Regions from separate parts of the Mus musculus genome. Here region 1 is linked to region 2. A link is a contact called in public HiChIP or PLAC-seq data. All regions are on one chromosome and are shown on one strand. The core of a region is the stretch at or near the end of the contact, and the rest is flanking DNA. Distances in the headings are between cores, read along the strand shown.

What was found. HiChIP or PLAC-seq counts read pairs in DNA pulled down with a chosen protein or histone mark.
Region 1: a contact with region 2 is called in an H3K27ac HiChIP or PLAC-seq map of large pre-B cells, with 14 times the contacts expected there. The contact joins the enhancer-like site here to the promoter of Wdfy1 in region 2. A contact is called at or near these places in 10 of 39 promoter capture datasets (the 3T3-L1 cell line, the C10 cell line, the HPC-7 cell line and 6 more), 12 of 484 Hi-C or Micro-C datasets (the C10 cell line, the G1E-ER4 cell line, the HPC-7 cell line and 9 more) and 13 of 115 datasets of contacts at active chromatin or transcription factors (the 230-238 cell line, the NIH/3T3 cell line, acute myeloid leukemia and 8 more).

Annotation. Positions count from the first base shown.
Region 1 is chr1:78,699,629-78,705,573 of GRCm38.p6, forward strand. It overlaps Acsl3 (acyl-CoA synthetase long-chain family member 3), which reads left to right. Exons shown (of 15, transcript NM_001033606.2): 11 at 128-202; 12 at 1,641-1,832; 13 at 3,858-3,972; 14 at 5,606-5,763. Among named protein-coding and RNA genes, the nearest start is that of Gm38631, 17 kb to the right of the region's middle. Within about 2 kb of position 2,968, at least 95 of the 459 cell types and tissues checked have an H3K27ac peak or open chromatin away from gene starts, as enhancers often do. A contact at or near this core is called in the 230-238 cell line, the HPC-7 cell line, Th2 cells and 2 more, where this site is marked.
Region 2 is chr1:79,760,405-79,767,193 of GRCm38.p6, forward strand. Wdfy1 (WD repeat and FYVE domain containing 1) reads right to left here and starts at 1,365. Exons shown (of 12, transcript NM_001111279.1): 1 at 1,160-1,365. The coding sequence starts at 1,296.

The DNA of each region.
Region 1 (5,945 bases), core at 1,718-4,217, 1.1 Mb before region 2:
ATTCTCTTGCAGATGGGGGCGGGCACTGTCAGAGGTTTAGGAAGAGTCACTTTAAATCATCTAGGAAAAGGAAGCTATTGGTTGGTTAACTACACCCTTCAAATGTCTGTCTGTCTTTGCTTCGCAGTGTGGGACTACAATACCGGCAGAGTGGGAGCACCATTAGTTTGCTGTGAAATCAAATTAAAGAACTGGGAGGAAGGTAACAGCCTATTTTTAGATTGAAGTGGGAATTGTGTTCTAGTTTCTTTGGTTCCATATTTTAGAATGTAAAATTCTAAGTGCTCATTTTGTTCATTATATTACATGTGTTTTATCTAGAGCTGAACAGGTGTACTTAGCCTGCATCGATCTAAAGATAGATTATTTTTAGTGTGTGTGTGTGTGTGTGTGTGTGTGTGTGTGTGTGTGTATGTATGTTCCTGTACGTAGAGGCCAGACAGAGATCTGTCATTCCTCAGGAGCCATGTCTACCCTGGTTTCTTAGTCTGAGACTTGCGGGTTGAGCTAGGGTGGCTGGACAGCGAGCCCCCGGAATCTCACTGTTGCTATCCCTGTCTGTGGAGATGACAAGCTTATGCACCAGGCATGGCTTTTGTAAATGATTTTTGCCAATTCAACTCATGTCTCTTACTTGCACAGCAGCTCTTTACTGACTGAGCAGTCTCTCCAGTCTCTTGCTTATCATTTTCTTACAAAAATTCAAGTAAAAATGATAGCAAAAACTCGTGTTATTAAGTTAGGAGGGATGGCATGATAGCTCATTGGGTTAAGCACTTGTCTATGACCCTTAAGACCCGAGTTCAATCCTTAGAACCCATGTGGTTGTCAAATAGAATTGACTTTTACACATATGCTGTAGTTCACATGCACATGGATACACACACACACACACACACACACACACAGAGGTAGGGGGAGGAGGGAGAATAAATGTGATAAAAGAGTAGTGATAATTTAATTTTCAGAAGAAAAAAAAAATCACATTTGCTCCATGTGTATTTTTATATTTTTTTTCCTTTTCCCTGAGGGCTTTAAGCATATGTTGGAAGGAAGTAATTTTTAAAATAATTCTATTAAAAAGTTTATTGTTTATTTTATTTTGAAATAAAAAGTATTGTAAAATGTTTGTGACATATTAAGGCATGTAGGTTATTTGAATTATTGGGACATAACTTTCTAAAGGCTCTAAGGGTTTGATAAAATTTCTCAACTGTTTTTAGCAGAAGTTAGAAATATATTCAATAAATTTAAGCCCAGAGTTAAACTGAAATTATCTGAAAGAACAAATTTCTCACTATATAATAATGTGATTTTACAAAGGGGTCTGTTGTATTATTTAATATGTGACAGTACTTTTATAGTTTGATGTATAGACTGAGTAGAACCTGTATAATTATTTTACATAGTAGGTGGAGGATGCTGGGTTTTAGACTGGAATAGTAGCTTAAAAGCATGGATGTTCATTATTTAACAACTGAGAATTTGTCTCTAGCTTATTGATAATGTTTAGTTACACGGTCTAGTTTGTTTCTCTTGGAGTCTCTTAATTGGTTAAAATAAGATGTCTACACTTAGAAACTAATAGTTTAGAATATTTGTATAATACCTATATGTGTTATTTTGTGTTTATTAATTAGGTGGCTATTTTAATACTGACAAACCACATCCCAGAGGTGAAATTCTTATTGGTGGCCAAAATGTGACAATGGGGTACTACAAAAATGAAGCAAAAACAAAGACAGATTTCTTTGAAGATGAAAATGGACAGCGGTGGCTGTGCACTGGAGATATTGGAGAGTTTGACCCTGACGGCTGTCTGAAGATCATTGGTGAGTATTGCGTCCTTTTAAAAAGCTTATGTGTATGACTGTTTTGCCTCCATGTATGTATGTGTACTGCATGTATGCACGATGTCCTCGGAGGTCAGAAGAGGGTGGCCAAGTCCTCTGGAGCTGGAGTTACAGATGGTTGTGAGCCACCACCATATGGGTGCTGGGAACTGAACCCAGGTCCTCTGCCAGAGTACTACATGGTCTTAAATGTTGAGTCATCTTTTAAGCCTCTGAATTCTTTCTTGAAAGTGTTTTCCCAGATGACTTTACAAAGTGGTGCCTGTGTTTACAGAGACTGTTTTACTAGTGAAAGAGCTTATCTCTGTAATATTGAGGGGGGCTTTTATATCATTTCTGAAATATAACATTTTAAAGAGAGACTAAAGTGTTCTTAAAGCTTGGCATGTTATGAATACGGTTGCAAAAGCTGTTCAGCCACAGATTTGTGGTCATTAGTCACTCTCTACTGTTGGTGTAGGGAATGCTTGTTTTTGTTAGCTGCCTGGCTAGGTTATTGTGCAGTGCTTGTGGTCTGAACTTAGTCCTGGCTTTGCCCAGGAAAACCAAGGAAAGCCTGGCAAGTCAAGTACTGTGACCTACAAGGCAAAACACCTTTCGTGCTTCTGCTGCAGTTTGTTCAGCTTCAGTAGTGCCAGATGCATCCTGGGGTTATTCGGGGCTTCCTGGGAGACACAAGCAAGCATCTGCTTACCCCACATAGGGGACAGATGACAGACTAAATGCTGGTGCCACCAGCGTCCAACTTGGTGAACTAGTGAGTGTCACTGGAGTTCCTTATGGAGTGAGTGCAGGTGAGCAGGAATGACTAGAGACAGATGCAGCAGCAGCGAAAGTCCACCCCAGCATGGGTGAGAGCCCACAGAAGCTGGCGTCCTGGAGCGTCCTGCTTGACCTTGCTGGCAGCTTGACAAGGTGAAGCAGTCTCTTCTTGGCAGCCCAGTTGGTCTGAGCATCCTCTGGGCAGCTTGCTTGGTTTATTTGACAGTGTCTCTTAGAAGTCTTTACTGCTTGTGCAAGCTTGAGGAGGGAGGAGTCGAGTGCGTCTGGTGAGCGTCAGGGACTTCTAGTGTACTGGTTCTCAACCTTACTATGCTGCAACAGAGAACTGCTGTCCTAGGGCTTCTGAGTCATTTCCTCAGTGGGCCTCCTGTTTTTATGACATGTGGATCTTGCGGCGCTTCCCTGCAGGTTAGAAAGTTTCATTGAGAGTTTTGTCCTGTAGGAAATTGTTGACAACACCTGGTCTTGATACCCTGAAGGCCAAAAGGAGCTGAGGCTTCCCGACCTCTGCTCCACATCCTGTCTCACTGAGAAAGGCAGACGGCTTCCAAAGCATCGTCTGCCTCTCTGCACATTTGCGGGTCAGGCCTAGGCCTGTGCCACCCTATCTATCATAAGGATCTCCGCTGTGCTGCTGCACACCTCTCCAAACCTTTCCACTTCCAGTGTGTAATGACGACACCTCATAGTTCTAAGAAACCTTTAATAGCTGCTAGGGGTTGTGTTCAGGGAGCCTCTATCACCCAGCTGCCATTCACCTCCCACCTCTTGAATTGTTTCCTTCCTCTTTATGCTTCAGTGTTTGAGTTGACACAGCTCCGGTCAATAAAAGTCACTTCAGGCCCCACTTGCAAGGATTCCTTCCCAGCCCACAAGTTGGCTGTGTTGTGTGGGTGCTGTGTTTCTGTTCCTCTTTCCTGGTGTGCCTTTGCCCATTGCAGTGCAAAGCTGCTTTCCCTCTGCACTAGTGAGTGTCAGGAGCGCAGCAGCTCAGCAGAATATATTCAAGCCATAAGGATGATGTCCCTTAAGTACAATATTTTCCACAAGAGAATTTACTTAATTGTAAAAGATTAGGGTCTGACTTTATTGTATAATCTCAACTTTAGGGCAGCCATCCATGCTTAGTTGAGAAAAGTTTTAAATGACTTGGTGAGAGTATTCCTATGTGCTTAAGGTGTTAATGACTGTTCTCAATATTTCTGCCTTTGCCCTTTGCAGACCGTAAAAAGGACCTTGTGAAACTACAGGCAGGAGAGTACGTTTCTCTCGGGAAAGTAGAGGCAGCTTTGAAGAACCTCCCACTGATAGATAACATTTGTGCGTATGCAAACAGGTGAGCTCCTGGAGTCTGGGCTGCGGTCTAGAAGTTGGCAGGTGTGCCGTGAGCAGTTGCAGCCGTGTGCTGCGGTATAAAAGTTGGTGGGTGTGCTGGGTGTGCCGTGAGCAGTCGAAGCCCCTGTGGGGCCACCACCTCCTCTGCATAGCTAGTGAGCCGGAACTTCCTGGGATGCTCTCCTCTGTAAGTGTCCTGAGTGACAGAGTTGGGGAAATAAGTTCTTATGCTGCCTCAGTACCTCTGCACAGGGAGGCTTTGCAGACCCAGTCAGCTGCAAGGGCATAAGTAGTAGCTCCCTACAGTCCTCTCTTCTGTCCTGACCTGCAGCTTGGCCATGCTTCCTGCTGGCCTGGCTCACCACAACCTCACAGCCCAGGATATCATAGGCAGCAGGGAATGGAAGTGTAAATTTAGAAGCCTAGAGGTGTATTGGGAACTGATGGAATCTGAGATTAGACCTGACTGCATTTCTGTAATAGTAAGTGAAGTAACTTAATCGTATGACCAGTAATCACAGTCACATGTCTGTGCACAAGGCTAGTAACCTGTCTGTAGCAGCTGACATAGTCATGGGTGTCGTAGGACAATCAACTTAGAAGAGGACTTTGGGCTGCATCCTGGGAGGTAGAGCTTCCGGTGGAATAGTTGTCTTCTGAAATAATTAGAACCAGAAATGTTTCAGAGACTGGATTTTGTTGTTTTGTGAGTTCTCGCTATATAGTCCTGGCTGTCCTGGAACTCACTCTGGACTGGGCCACCCTTGAACTACCTGCCTCTGCCTCCCAAGTGCCGCTGGAATTAAAGGCATGCAACTATTATGTCCTTTCTAAGATGGTGGGATTTTTGAAATATGTGCTTAGACTCGACCAGTTAGCACCCTGTACATGGACGCATCAGTGACTGCGCTTTAAAAAGCCATTTGTTTTCTTCAGCTTTGCTCTAGAGATGGGTTTTATTTACTTAAGAATAACTCCAAGTGTCCTTTTCTTGTCACGGTGCTGTCATTTCCTCAGGGTTAGGCTGGTCCTGAATTCATGGCAATCCTCCTGCCTGTCTATTGTGGGGTCCACAGGCTCTCTGTCCAGCAATTATGCTGTTCTGCATTTCTCAAAATAGTGCCTGTCTTTGTGCATACTAAGTTCCTTTGATGATACAATTCTTCCAATAGCATTGTTACAGGCTACCCTTGAACTTAAGACATCCGTCTGCCTTCTGAGTGCTGGGATTAAACCTGGCTCATCACATGATTTAAACTTGCTGCTACAATTCTGTAGAAAGATAGTTTACAGGTTTTACTCTTCTTACCTCGATTCCACGAATTTACTAATCATTTCAAAGATAAATGAAAAAATGAAAACGTTCTTTAAAAGTGTATATTTCTACTTATAGTAGTTAGACACTTAGAATTTCTCAGGTTGCGGTTTGTTTGCAATGAACTCTGCCAGAGCTCTCAAATGTACTGTGACTAAGTGGTCAGAGGCATTGCATGAGATAAATATGACATGTGATTTTTATGGATGTTTGTGGGTTTTCCAGTAATAAAGAGTTGGCTATAGAGTGCTAAGACGATTAGTAAGCGCAGTACGTGTTAACTTTGGTCCTTGACTAAGTTATCCTTTGTGTGTTTCAGCTACCATTCTTACGTAATTGGGTTTGTTGTGCCAAATCAAAAGGAACTTACAGAGCTAGCTAGAACAAAAGGATTTAAAGGAACTTGGGAAGAGCTGTGTAACAGCAGCGAGATGGAAAATGAGGTCCTTAAAGTGCTTTCTGAAGCTGCTATTTCAGGTGAGTATGCTGGCAAGCCAGTCCATAGAAGTGAGATGGAAAAAATGTCCTCGTCTATGAAACAGTTAGCTTAAAAGGGCTGGAATGCATCCATTCCTGCCTGTAAACGGTTTCCACCGTGCAAGCCCTTCTGTAGAGCATGCAGTATCTTCTAAACTGAGTTTAAAATAAACATTTTAAAA
Region 2 (6,789 bases), core at 115-2,614:
CCTTCTGTTTCCTACTTGTGGGGCTAAATTACTTGTAAATAAAATTACTTATTTGTAAATAAATTTTCCTTTTAAAATAAGTGCATCTGGACTTTTAAAGAACTAACTAATCACTTTTTGTACAAAAATCGAAAACTCTTTGGTCAGTAAGAGTTCAGATAGTTCTAGCAGCTATGGTTCAAACAAACAAACAAACAACTGACCCTGAAGCCAGGAGAAGCACAGGAAAGTATACAACCTAACCTCAGCCCCCAAACAAATTAGAAGGAAGAGGTGAATGCCCGTGGGGTTCCATGTAAGGAATAAACAGCCGCACCAGGTCCCAAGGTAATTAGCTACTAGTCCTCTGGGACTTGGAACGGTCCCAGGAGAACACAGGAACTCTGGAGCACCAGGTAAGCCCCAGCCAGGAAGACACAGGAGGCAAAGGTTGGAGCAGCACCACGGGACAGGACGGCAACGGGGGCAAGAGGCTAGCTAGAAGCTAGGACTGGAGTACCGACTCGCAGGGGTGTGCACTGGGAACCCTGGACTGCAAGCCAGCGGTGGGAACAGGGGTTCTGTCAGGATGGGGAGATGGAGGGACTAGGTCCCAGGTTAGAAGGGTGTGGCGAAGGTCCGGAACTAAAGACCTTTGAAGAAAGACTTTGGACTAGAGAGGTCGTGTGAGGTCCAGGGTCCCAGAATGGGTGGGTCCTGAGTGGGATGAGCCCTGTGGATCAGGGTCCCAGACTGGAGATGAATTGTGGAACAGGGTCCCGAGACTGGAGGGGATCTGGAGGGTTGGTCAGTGGTTTATGGTGCTATAGGACGGGGTCCAGGGACAGAAGAGTCTGTGGGTCTGGGTCGGGGTCCCGTGATAAAGGGGGCGCTGGAGAACCTGATTCCGGACTGAAAGGGCGCAGTGGGACGGTCTGGGGCTGTTGGGGTTCCCAAGACTAAAGGCGCGCGGAGGGGGATAGGTCCCAGACTAGGGGAGTAAGACAGATCCGCCTGACGGCACCAGGATCTCGGTGGACTACGGGGACGTGGGAGAGAGGGTGGCCGCTCCGTCCGGGGTGACAACAAGAAGGGAGGCAGAATCGCGGACCCCACGATCCCCACGCCTCGTGGTCGTCACCACCTCACGCCCCGGCCCCCGCGTGCTCCCAGACTCTACCTGTCCTCGCTAGCGGTGATCACGCCGTCCTCCTTGGGGATGAGCAGCGCGGCGGTGACGGCGTCCTGGTGGCCCTCTATCTTGCTCAGCAGCACCGGGCGGCTGCTCTGAGGCCTGGAGTGGATCTCCGCCGCCATGTTCGAGCCGCGGCCTCCCCCGCGGGCGGCCCATCAGCTGACCGCCGGGCGGGGACGCGCCGGTTGCTTAGGGCAACCCAGCCGCGTGTGCTCCACGCCGCCGTAAGCTCGCGAGCACTGCCGCAGATTCCCGTAGTACTTGGTGAAGCCGCACAGTTATAATTCTGTGACCCCGGAAGGAACCCTAAAAAAACAAAAACAAAAACAACAACAAAAAACAGGATCTTGGTGAAGGTTAAAAAGCCAAATAATTCTCCCGGAAACGGATTGAGCTGAGCAGTAGCAGAACACAAGCACCTGCCCCTCAAACAGTATCGCACCGCATCCACCCTAAGAAGCCATTGTTTGAAAGACACACCCCAATTTCAGGCTTGTTAAAAGGTGGAAAAAAAAAAAAAACTCACAAGCAGCTCCCCCTGGGAGCTGCGACTGGTACCATCATCCAAACGCTCATAGCCTGTGCATAATTCTACTCTATGATTGTTAACATTGTGCAAACTACCACAATGGGACACTTTTCTGTTCAGGAGATTGTGACTATCTCCCCACCCCCACCCCCAGTTACAGCTTTCTCCTCCAGTTAGAATATACAATTTTTTATTTACCTCAGCCCGCCCCTCAACACCACCATTTCCTGCCAACTTCCTGTCCGAAGAAAAGCTCTTTTTCCTTAAACCTTCTCCAAATCACCCAGCACCAACCCTTATCCTTCAGTTGCTGTGTTACCCAGATGCCAAATGGCTCCCTCTCCACGAGGCACCCTCTGCTAACACACAGCCAACCTCACTTGTCCAACTGCAGGTGAATTCCTGATGGGTTTTGGCTGGACGACACTGATAGTATGTTTTAAGGGCCATAATCGAGAAACCCAGTCAGAATTTCACACAGCTCCCTTTTCAGCCCTTCATCCCACACACGCTGTTACTACTATTACCCAAACTGCAGTACACACAAACCACGGGTTCTTGACCCACAAACCCTGAACTAAAATAACCCCTTCCTTCCTTCCTTCCTTCAGTTGCCTTTAGTCTGGTAGTTTGCTTCACAGCAGTGAAAAAGGTAACTAATCCAGCGGGAAAATTCTTACTTAGAAAGTACAAGGTTCTGAGTGTTGGGTAGCAGTTTTCTCTGAGGTTAAAAGAGTTCATCTGAGAGGGAAGCTCAGTAAGACAGAGGGTGCTCACAGGGTGTTCGAAGAGAAGGTGAAACTTTGCTGCCTCGGGGAAGCTTCTGGTGCTCCGAAAGTGAACAACTCAAAATAGCTTGAGGAAGTTCCTGAAACTGACCGGATAGTCTAGGCCCCTCCCTAAGCATGTAGAAGTATAAAAATGACTGAGAGACTGACAGATAAGCTGAGCTTCCAGCTGCGTGGGAGGAGCCCAGACTTATTTGGCTGCCTGGAAGAAATCGAGATCAGGCAAGGCCGTGCCTAGAAGAAGCAGAGGCTGGCTGTGTGTCCTAGAAGAGCACATGGCAACTGCCTAAGGATGACACTCTCCAACCTGTGAAGCTGTTTGCAGGCTGTGCATTGTGCTCCGGATTTCCAGCTTTCATGAGCTGTCACCTGTGCTCAAGTGAACTCTGGGGTGATATAACTGTCTTCTGGGTCGTTTCTGCTCCTGAAAATAACCCCTTACCTATATGCTCTTGTAAGTAACCCTGATAAAACTCACTGGTTCACCAAACTGGATTTTAGTGGCATCTCTAGAGTGTTGTTGATTCCCTATCTGGGGTACTTAGACATTTGTTCATGTGTCACAGAACACAGAATTCTAGCTACAGTAATAACAGAATCAGACAGGACAGAGAAAGGGCTGACATTCCACTGAAGAAAACAAATAATAAGTGAAATAAATTAGATCATATCCTACACTAGATAATTTCGGGTGTAGTGAAGAAAACAGAGGAACGAGAGGTAGCTCAGACAGAGTTAGAATTCGAGCTACTGGTGTGGAGAACGCATAGATGACCAGAGAGAGCCACCTTCAGTGAAGAAATATGACCACAGTCTCTAGCCTTTGGGTGCTTCCGGTTCTGCTTCAGCTGCTGATAGGCCCCAGGTGCCAGCCATGTCTTTTGTAGGACATCTTGTATTTTACAACTAATCAAGACAGAAACACAAAGATCCGACTGACCCTCAGGACACATTGCTACTCAACACTGTCTCCAGAGCTTGGCCTGAGTGGGGCTTGACCAGCCCTCTACTACTAACAATTATTCCTGCCTAATCTTGCTAGCACCCTTCCCTACACAGGTATTAGGCTCTAATATCCTGGGTGGCAACTTCTAGCTCAGTCTCTGCTTGGAGCGAATACAATCTGAGGCAGGTGACCAGGCCTCCTTGCAAAGATGTTTAAGTCAGTTAGAAGTAATGTGAAAAGGTCAAGGACCTTGATACTCTTGGAAATAAAAATTTTCAATTCCCCCAGTAACATACTGTTCTCTTCAGAGGGAGCCACTGACAATGGATCTTTAGTCAGTGATGACTCCGACCTACAGAGGATAAGTCTGGATCTGAGTCACCTCCTAGGACACTTAGCTGGAGGAGATAACAAGGCCGGAACTGAGCTGGCTTCCAAAATTCTTCATGGTCTCACCAATTATAATGAAACAAACTTAGCAACCAATCAGAATTGTACCAATGTCACTGCTTTGCCACTACTGATAATATTAGAGGTTACTTAATCCTTCTGGAAATTTCCCCTAGCCTTACATAAAAAGGGGCTTACAAGCCCCTCTAGTGGTTGCCATTTTGATGAACGGTTGACCCTTGCATGTAGAATAAACACTCTTTGCCTATGCATACTATCTGAGTCTGGTGTCTTCCTTCAGCAATTCTTGGACCCTAACAGTAAGCCCTATGGAAAGTGGGCAGAATGCTCTCCTAGACAAGGAAATAGAATATGTTTTTGCCCAGAGGTGAGCAGAGATCTGTGGTAAGAAGACAGCAACCTGTTATGCTACGGTAGGGCAGGGTGTGAGTGAGAAAGATAAGACAGACAGAATAGATAATGCTCAGCCCAGAGAACTTGTAAAGATTTTGGGTTTGATAAAATCTTGCTATATAGCCAAGATGGTTTTGAACTCACAGTCCTCCTGCCTCAGATTCCCTAGTGCTGGAATTATAGGTGTGTGCAATCATGTACAGCTACTTCTAATTTGAGCAATTGATTGATGATTGGTTTTATGTTGTACTGAGGGACAACATGTGTACATGTGGAACCAGGGCTTCACACATGTCAGTCCTGTGCACTCCCACTCACACTTATCCCCCCCTGCTTCTTCCATTTTACTTTCTGTTTGGAGACTGATGCTCCATTCATTGCCCAGGTTGTCCTGGAACCAACTCCATTCTGCAAGAAAGCCTTCAACTTACTGATCCTCCTGACTCAAAAGATGGATTAGAGGCCTCCACTACCAAGCCCGGCTTCTTCAAAAATTTAAAAGAAAGAAGAGTAGCAAGGTTGTCCCCCGGGAAGGTAATGAAATAGGTTAACTGGGAAATGATGGTAGCCTCTAAGGAGTCCAAAGATGATTAGACATCAGATGATAGACATATCTAGAAGGTGAAGCTAGTGAGATCTCTTAGACACTGTGATGGCTAGCATTTTGTCAACCTGATGTAAGCCAGAGTCATCTGAGAAGAGGGAATGGCAATTGAGGAATTGTCTCTATCAGATTGGTCTGTAGACAACTCTGGTTTTGGGGTGTATGTGTGTGAATAATGATTGATGGAGGAGGACCCAGCCCAATGTGGATGGTGCCACCCCTTGGCCATGGTCCTATATGGTACAAGAAATATAGCTGAGCTAGCCAGGTGGGATAATCCAGTAAGCAGCATTTCTCCATGGCCTCTGCTTCGGTTTGTGCCTCTGGGGTCTTTCCTGTTTTGATGATTTCCCTCAATGACAGACAGTGATGTGAAAGTGAAAGATAAATCCTTTCTTCTGCAAGTTGTTTTGTTCATGCTGTTTATCACAGCAACAGGCAGCAAAATAGGACAGACTCAGACTATGAAAGCAAGATTAAAAACTAGGGCCACGTAACTAGAAAACTGGTGTTACCACTTTCCAAGATGAGAAGATGAGGAAGAAACTGGTATGAACTTCAGTTTTCAGCAGGAAAATGTCTGAGGATGTCTACTGGGTCTCCAGGCGAAGGCGAGAAGTAGGCGAGTGCAGGCTGTTTACACGGTATGGAGGAGTGGCACTATTTCCTGCCCTACAGATGACACCTCAGAAGGTCAAGGCATACAGATGGCATGCACCTTGTAGACACCGGCAGGGCCAGAGGTGCTCAGTGGTTGGCAACAAACAAGAGGAACCGAGTTTATTCCTGTTCTGAGGACGATGTGGTGGTTCAAAATAAGTAAGAAAGGCAGTTAGTCTCTAAGGAGGTGTTCAGAGATTCTGCTCATTGGACGAAGTTGAGGTAGGAGAGTTTGTGAGTAGTGTGTATGAGGCCCAGAACCTCACAAAATGGCTATGGTAGCACACACACTTGCAATCCCAGTGTAGAGGATTAGAAGTTCAAAATGATCCTTAGCGACATAGTGAGTCTGAACTCTGTTGGGGTACATGAGACCAGTGTTTACTTGGGCCTGAAGACTATTGGAGGTCACAAAGCCAGTTAAACCTCTTCAGAGACCTTAACCCTTCTTGATTTGTAAGCATGAAACTTAACTTGACCCACTTCTTGTAGTATGTGACTCATGCCTGTAGCACAGGAAAACAAAACTTAAGCTCAGCCAATCAGAAGGAGCCAACAAGATCATAATTATACAACTAGAATCTTCCCAGAGGGACAGATCAAACAAGGCCACTTAGGAGCTGTGTCTTACCATTTTTTTATGATTCTTTCGCATTTATGATTCTTTGGTTGGACTCAAACCATGATGGGTTCAAAGCTTTCTGATTTATTATTTTCTATTTGCTCAGATATACTCTTTATGTGCACTTAAAGCATTTTAACTACACCTTGAAAGCAATTTATGTAAACAAAATAAGTTTTAATTTTACCTCCCCTTTATACCATATTTCATGAAATCAGTGTTCAAATCCGCATGAAATTTGAAGTATATATCTTATTCCTACAGCTATGAGAATATAATTAATTCCAGAAAAAATTATATTTTACATACGTATAAAATGGTTGTCAACCTGTGATTTCCCATCCTTTTGAGGGTCAAACAACCCTTTCATAGGGGTCATATAAAATATATCCTACTTCTGAGACATTTACATTACAATACATAACAGTAAAAAAATTACAGTTATGATGTAGCAACAAAATCATTTTTTGGTTGGGGTTCACCAAAACATAAGGAAGTGTATGAAAGGGTTGTAACATTAGGAAGATCTGAGAACCATTGGTGTAACTAAAGAAGACTGTTGTATACATCATCATTTAGAGGTGATCAAGAAATAGGGGTCCCAGAAAGAGGACAGAGGAGCAGGCTCAGTGAATTAGGAGAAAACTAGGCAAAGTGTGGTT